Linked DNA regions of Mus musculus: region 1 is linked to region 2. A link is a contact called in public Micro-C data. All regions are on one chromosome and are shown on one strand. The core of a region is the stretch at or near the end of the contact, and the rest is flanking DNA. Distances in the headings are between cores, read along the strand shown.

The links. Hi-C and Micro-C count contacts between places; a contact is called where the count stands out from the background.
Region 1: a contact with region 2 is called in a Micro-C map of embryonic fibroblasts, with 1.9 times the contacts expected there. The contact joins two enhancer-like sites. A contact is called at or near these places in 1 of 15 datasets of contacts at CTCF or cohesin (the NIH/3T3 cell line), 5 of 484 Hi-C or Micro-C datasets (CD4 T cells, cortical neurons, embryonic fibroblasts and 1 more), 2 of 115 datasets of contacts at active chromatin or transcription factors (CD8 T cells and embryonic stem cells) and 4 of 9 other capture datasets (adipose tissue, embryonic stem cells, liver and 1 more).

Annotation. Positions count from the first base shown.
Region 1 is chr5:32,053,525-32,057,100 of GRCm38.p6, reverse strand. The region is part of intron 10 of Babam2 (BRISC and BRCA1 A complex member 2); the gene reads right to left. Among named protein-coding and RNA genes, the nearest start is that of Gm40277, 35 kb to the left of the region's middle. Within about 2 kb of position 1,255, at least 30 of the 459 cell types and tissues checked have an H3K27ac peak or open chromatin away from gene starts, as enhancers often do. A contact at or near this core is called in the NIH/3T3 cell line and embryonic fibroblasts, where this site is marked.
Region 2 is chr5:31,934,751-31,938,319 of GRCm38.p6, reverse strand. The region is part of intron 7 of Babam2 (BRISC and BRCA1 A complex member 2); the gene reads right to left. Among named protein-coding and RNA genes, the nearest start is that of Gm52770, 62 kb to the left of the region's middle. Within about 2 kb of position 2,234, at least 41 of the 459 cell types and tissues checked have an H3K27ac peak or open chromatin away from gene starts, as enhancers often do. A contact at or near this core is called in the NIH/3T3 cell line and embryonic fibroblasts, where this site is marked.

The DNA.
Region 1 (3,576 bases), core at 6-2,505, 120 kb before region 2:
CAGAGCTAGCCATGTAACTGTGTTAAGTTTCCATTATGCCATACGCTTTTCAAGGGCGGGACTGTGTCTTCCTCACCTACAATCTGATGGGGGAGCAGGATGAAAGATGGTTTTCAAGAACAAACTTGGAAAAGGGACAAAGAGGGCTTTGATAGGATGCACCAACTAGACTTCCAGAAAAATAAAATTATCATTCTGCTTCCAATCAAGTCGTGAAATCTCCATACTCAGCACTTTCCTTTTTTTCCCACATATGTTACCACATATATTTATATCTTGTAAATCAGAGGGAGCTCCTTAGTGGGCCGCAACAGGGGCAAATCTGAACAGAGACTCTGCTGCTGCCCATCAGAGCTGAGCCCAAGCCCCCTGCTAATATGTAGTGTTGCTTTAGCATTTCATTTGGGGGTTAAGTCAAGTTTTTAAAATAAAATCTCTTGTTAGTTTTAGTGGAGGCAAAGCATCCCCAGAAACTGTTTCAACATTCTCTGAGGTAGACAAAGTTTGTGTAAATGTTACCCATTTCCAGGACAGAGAATAGGCACATTAACAAATGCAGTAATGATGTGTATAGATTTTCTAGCTTTGCAGAGTTCATTTTAGATGCTTTGTTAATTAAAACTTCAAGAAAGGGACATTATTTTGAAACTGTGTGTTTAACAGCTGAGTAAACTAGAAAGTTCGTGGACTTTGTCAACTTTCTCATAGACTGGGCAGCAGCAGGGGACAAAATCTAAAGCCAGGATTGGAATCTTTGGCTCCTACTGTGTGACACTGCAGAATACTCTCCAATAACCTGCTTAAAATTGTGTTGCAATTACAACTCAGTCAGTAAGCCAGAGCCTCCACTGTAAAGCATGAACAAGGATGGAAATGTTAGCTGCACAAACAGATACATATTAAAGCAACATGTAAGGATGCTGTGGAGTGCAGTCCTACCCCTCCCCTCCTCTCCCCTTCTCTCCCCTCCTCTCCCCTCCTCTCCCCCTCCCTCCCTCCCTCCTTCGGTGCATACTGCTGATCCTAGCGCTTTCCCTAGATGTGACTTCTCAAAGGAAAAGTTAGCTTCATGGTTTTTGTTTTTGTTTTTTTAAAGAAATCTCCCAACAATAACTCACTGCCCCCCCAAAACCAAAACCAACCAACCAACCAGCAAAAACCTGTGTTGTTGGTAGAGCCTCTCAGACTTCTGAGTGTACCCGACTCTGACGATGTCTGACTCAGTGGCACAGGGGGTTTCTACTGGTGACTCACACCACTACCAACAAAAAGGGGCAGGACTGAGAATGACCACTTTTTAGTCACATTTCTCAGTGCCACAGTATGATAGCCTCCATACATGGCTATTTTTATGAAACAGAGATTGTATAACACAGAACAACAAAAGTATGAAAACACCAATCCAAATGACAAATACCTCAATTTAGAAAATCCTTGTAGGTCCTTCCCTATAGCAGGCTTGGTCTGTAACATCCTTGGCTACTCGGAACAAACACTGATTTCTAACCCTGTTACGTCCTTTCTGATGCTCATTTAATTCCCTCTGATAAGTTTTTAGGAACAAATGCCTGTTCATTGTACACTTTTCCTCAACTTCAATTGCAACTGCTGAGTAACACCCGAGTTTCCAAATAGGAAACAACATTCAGATTAACCTCCAAACCGATCATTAATAATAGAAAAGTATTTAACATGCTAGTTTACCTATGAAAAAAGAGTAATTTTAAATAAAAGAATTCAATGCAATCATTTATAAACAGCCATCACTCACTATCAAAAGTAATGTAGCTATGACTACAGGCTATGTGGCTTTCAAGCTACTGGCTTTGGGGACTTTAGACTACATTTTTCTAAAAAAAAAAAAAAAAAAAAAAAGAAGTGTGTGTGCGTGAGTGCGTGAGTGTGTGTGCGTGAGTGTGTGAGTGTGTAAGTGTGTGTGAGTATATGTGGATGTAAGTACATGTGTCAGTGCTTGTGCTTGTGGTGGTCAAAGGAAGATGTCATTCTAAGGAATGGCATCCACCTTTTTGAGAAAGGATCTCTCCAGTGGCCTGAAGCTCACAGTTGGACGAGGCCAGCTGGCCTACGCCTGAGCATCCCGTGCATCGGCCCTTTCAGCTGGGATCACAAGCACAGGTCACAACGCAGAGCTTTTAATAGGGATCGAACTCAGGGCTTCTTGCTAGTACTTTATGGACTGAGCCATTCTCCCAGTCCCCTGAAAAAAGAAACTTTTATACAGGTCTTGGTTTAGTGCTCTGGCTGGTGCCAAACTCCTGGGCTCATGAGATCCTTTGGCCTCTGACTCCAGAGTATCTGGGACATAGGTATACACTCCTGCATCTGGCTGGAATGCCTTCTAATCTTTTTTCCCACGATTTTGTTTTGCAGAAGTGAGTTGCTGGTATTAGTATTTGATATGTTTAGAAATATATTATTTCCTAGTTTTGAACTATTTTCTTTGACTCAAATGCCAATTAGTATTAGAAACATTAAAAACCAGAAATATCTATTTACCCACTCAAGTAAGACATGATTTTTGTTTTTACTTAAATATCAGCAAGCTCTATACTGATGTATATCATAATCCCCCAAAGCATTCATTACATGATCCTTTTTTGTCTCCAGAGAACAGCATGTCCTTATAGCCAATGTTCAAATCAAAACACTTCCTGTATCACAACTGGATTACTGGAAGAACAGGAATTGTCAAAGGATTTCAGAGATAAAAGTTGTCTATATGGTAGTTCATGCAGAGAACATAAATGTTTAAAGCTATAGATACCTTGCTCAGGTAAGCTGTATTCTATCTAATAGTCAGTAGTCAACAAAATGGTAGCTTCTTTAAAAACTACTCTATGTATAAAATGATGTAATAACTACAATATCTCAGAGCTACTTTGCATTTTTTTGGTATAAGATCTGAATAGTACAAATTAGTCAGAAGTTAGCAAAAACAAAACTTGTTTTCTCTTATCTCTAAATGTCTCTGTCACTTAACTTTTACTTAAAGTTAACTGATGAAAAAGAATTACTGTAGGCTTTAAGCAGCTAACTTGTTCTAAAGGAACTTTGTGGAGCCTAAGCAATTAGGCCTCACAGTTTGGCTATAGCTATCAATTCTTTAACCATTTGCTTTCTTGTGAGTGACTGGCACACACTTGATCCCCAGAACAAAATCATTCCCCTTGATCTACTACTTATTATCAGTAATTTTTTTTTTTTTGACAAATGCTTATTTTTTTCTCCTTGTGAGTTTCGGTCAGTTTTCTATAAATAGAAGGGATGGTCTTCCCTGGCTCAGTAGATCTGAACAGCTCTTAGGGTTCTTTAAGAACTGGGAACAAAAAAAAGGGAGGGCCAGGGGGAAGTGGGGGAAGGAAAAAGATAGCCCACATCCGGCCAGAGCTCCTCCTATGCTCTGGGCAGGCGGAAGTGGGAGGGCTGCCAGACGTTTTCCACTCAGCTCCGGGTGGGCATCCAAGCCTCTGACCCACTTGGCGGGCCCACGCACTAAGCCACACCAGATACTTTAATTCTGCACACACTGGGACCTTTTGGAGTCTTGTCCATATG
Region 2 (3,569 bases), core at 985-3,484:
GCCTGCTTTTTAACTGGGAACCCTGGACATTCAGAATGGTGGTTCTAGAGATTAGAAACGTTCAGAACTCAACTTCTTGTTTTCTGGAACAATGCATGGGCTGAGAAGGTAATATATATTTCCCTTTTGGATTTTTCTTACCCTTCTGAACCTCAAAAGGGAGTAGAATTAAGACTAAATGAGAAGGAGAAAATGCATAGTGACGAGGAGTGATGTTGACCATGGGAGACAGACCATGCTGTGTGATGCTGACCAGCAAGGGGTGGTCACTTAAGGAGACTGGTTTCTGGCTAAAGAATTTAGCACATTCCATATTTTCTACTAGCTAAAGAACTTAAAGGATACCTGTGATATGCCCCACACAGCCAACCATGGTTCCACTGTCTTGTCAAGACCTTTGGTAAAGGCATCTTTTGAGACTTGACCACAGTGACACCTTTTTAGAGGAAGTGCTTTGTGCTAGCCTCCTTGAGTTCTGGAAGAAAAAGCCTTTGAATAGGGTCCGAGAAAGTCTAAGTATTAGTGAACCTCCTTCCTTGTTCAGGTAAATACAAGAATTTGGCTCTAACGTTTACTAGCTGTGTGGTCTGGAGAAAATTACTGACGTCTCTAAGTGCTGGATTCATCATCAATAATAAGAAAGATAGTGGCACCTATGATATAGAAATACAGATTAATAACACCACAAGGAAAAAATTAACATATAATCACCACAACTGTCTGTTTAACAGGTAGCACAGACTTTATTATTTTGGAACATAGGGTAAAATAAATCTTGGCCACAAGGAGTGCCATCCAAAAGGACTTAGTAAATTTCATTAAGACATATATTTCTAAGTAACTTGTAATTAGACATATAGGGTTTTTAATAATTATATTTCTGAGGTTTGTAAATGTTACTTTTGTTATTCTACTTACTCTCTATAAACTGACCCACTGTTCATTGGTTCCCTTCTTTATGACAAATCAGTTTCTATCTGTCTCTGTCTGTCTGTCTCTAGCCCCTCCCCGCTTCTCTCTTGGTTCTCAAGCTGGGCCAGAAACTGGAACTCATGACCCCTGGCCTTACCCTCCTGAGTTTGGAATTACAGGCATATGCCACCATATACTTTAGTGTTATGTTACTAGTGGGAATATTCAGTCGGAATTATTCACTTGCATTTATTCATGTAATCAGACTTAAGGAATTATATAAATAAAATCCAACTTTGCTACAAAGCTAGCCAATTCCTGAGGAGTTTAAGTTTTCCAGCATTCTACCCATGACCCCTTTCACTTTTCACTGCTATTGGCAATGAATCAGTTCAGACCTAACCTACAGAATACCAAATCTACACTCACACTCAGACTCTTTCCAAGTGTCATTATACATTTCCTCCTGTCTCTAGGACTTCCGCCTAGAAGGAGGTACTTTCAAGTCACTGAGAGAGATGGTGCATGCAAAGGGCCAACTGAAGCTGAACACAGAGCTAAAGAAACAAACCAGAGGCAGAGACACCACAGGCCTGACAACAGTGGGCTGGCATTGTGTAGCCCAGGACTTGAACTCGAGTGAACTGCAGCTGCAGGGATGACTCCCTGTGGAAACGTGCCCAGAGGAGAAGGATGCAGTCATGGCCATACCAGCTAGTGTGAAGCAGGGACAGAGACAACGGGAAACTATCACTCCTGCTGCAGAACTCAAGCAAGGGCCAGCAGCAAGAAAATTCACCTGGATACCACCCAAGTAGCTCAGCTACCCAAGGTAAAACCAGAAACAGACAGATCTAAATCTAAATGTGCTGTTTGGGGTTCTGCTCCTCTCTACTCTCCCAAAGGTGTCTTCTCTATGGTATTCACTATTTTGGTTAAAAGGGTATCTTACAAGTATAATCCCTCAGCAGCCTAGAACGTTGCCTCAGCACCTTAGTCCTGTTTCCTCTTCCTCATAACTGTCCATCCCAAGCCAGCACCCTCTACATAACCATATTTATAAATCACAATTTTTAAAAAAAGATTTTATTTATTATTATACACAAGTACACTGTAGCTGTTTTCAGATGCGCCAGAAGAGGGCTTCAGGTCTCATTATGGGTGGTTGTGAGTCACCATGTGGTTGCCGGGATTTGAAATCAGGACCTTTGGAAGAGCAGTCAGTGCTCTTACCCGCTGAGTCATCTCTCCAGCCCCCTATAAATCACAATGTTGAGTGTATCCATTTTTTTCAAGGCTCCTATAACTAAGTGCACACAGACTGAGTCACTGAACACAGAAGTGCACTTCCTGGTTTAGAGGTAAAGTGCTGGCTGCTGAGTCTCTTCTCAGCATGCTTTCATAGACTTCTCCCTCTGCCTCTCATCTTCCTTTTCTGGTAAGGACCCCAGCCCTACTGACTAAAACACTCCTAAACAACGTCAATTTAACTTAACATCCACTGAAAGGACCCATCTCCAATACAGTCACTTTCTGAGGTCTTGGGGATGGGACCAGAGCATATGGATTTTAAGCAAATACAACTGAGCCTATGACATTGAGTGTGTGACTCACTCATTTTAAACACATTGAGTGTGTGTTTAAAAGTTGTCATTGCTCGTACCTTCTCTTTTCTGAAAGATATATGTGTGTGTGTATATATGCATATATAATATATATGTATATTATATATATGAATGATTTTTAAGCCTTATTTGCAAAATAAGTGAGCTAGGCTGCTGCCCACCTTGAGTTCTCAGCTTTACCTTCATCATTTCTTATATCCTAGTTACTGGCCTCTCTGGACCATTTACCATTTTGCAAACACATCTTCCATATATGCTGTTCTATGTCTAGAATAAACACATGTCAAATAGTCTGGGAAGGTATTTTTGATGCCTGAGGCAGAGCCAATTACACTCTTGCCATTCTTCAAAGAACTTTGAACTCTACTATTATAGTGTGCATCACCTTGAATTGTAATTAATCCTTTATATGCCTTTCTCCCTCACTACAATGGGAATTCCTTGAAGGCCAAGACCACGTCTGGTTTTACTTATTGCTGACTCCTTTGTACCCAGAGCTGTACCTGGTACACAGCAGGAGCTAAATATATATGTGTATTTCTTGAACAAAGGAAATGAAAAAGTAAGTGAACACATGAACAAAAGAGAGACAGAAGAAAGGGTTTGACTTAGTATTTAATAGCTAGGACGGTGGCACGGAACGCACCGAACTTAAGCACAGGCTTCAGAGCGGCCTGGCTGCATAAAGTACTGACTGAGCCACAGGGAGAACAGATACAATGAAGGGATCTGGAGTTGTTTACTTGAAGGAAAGTCATAGAAGCAGATTATCTTTGGGGTAAGAAGGAAATGGGTTGAGAAAAAGCCTATAAACTTCTTGGAAGCCAGTGCACCAACACACATGTGACAAGGCGAGCTGAGCTGTACTCAGATCCAAGAACAAAAGGTTCCCAGTTTAAGCTATGGAAGGGTCCATTCCAGAGAGCAGCTGGGCAGAACTTCCTCACATGAAGACTTCTTAATGTATGGGAAAAAGAAAGAGCAAAACAAAACAAGCAAGAGCAGCAAAAGGGGATAATTAGTGTAAACAGT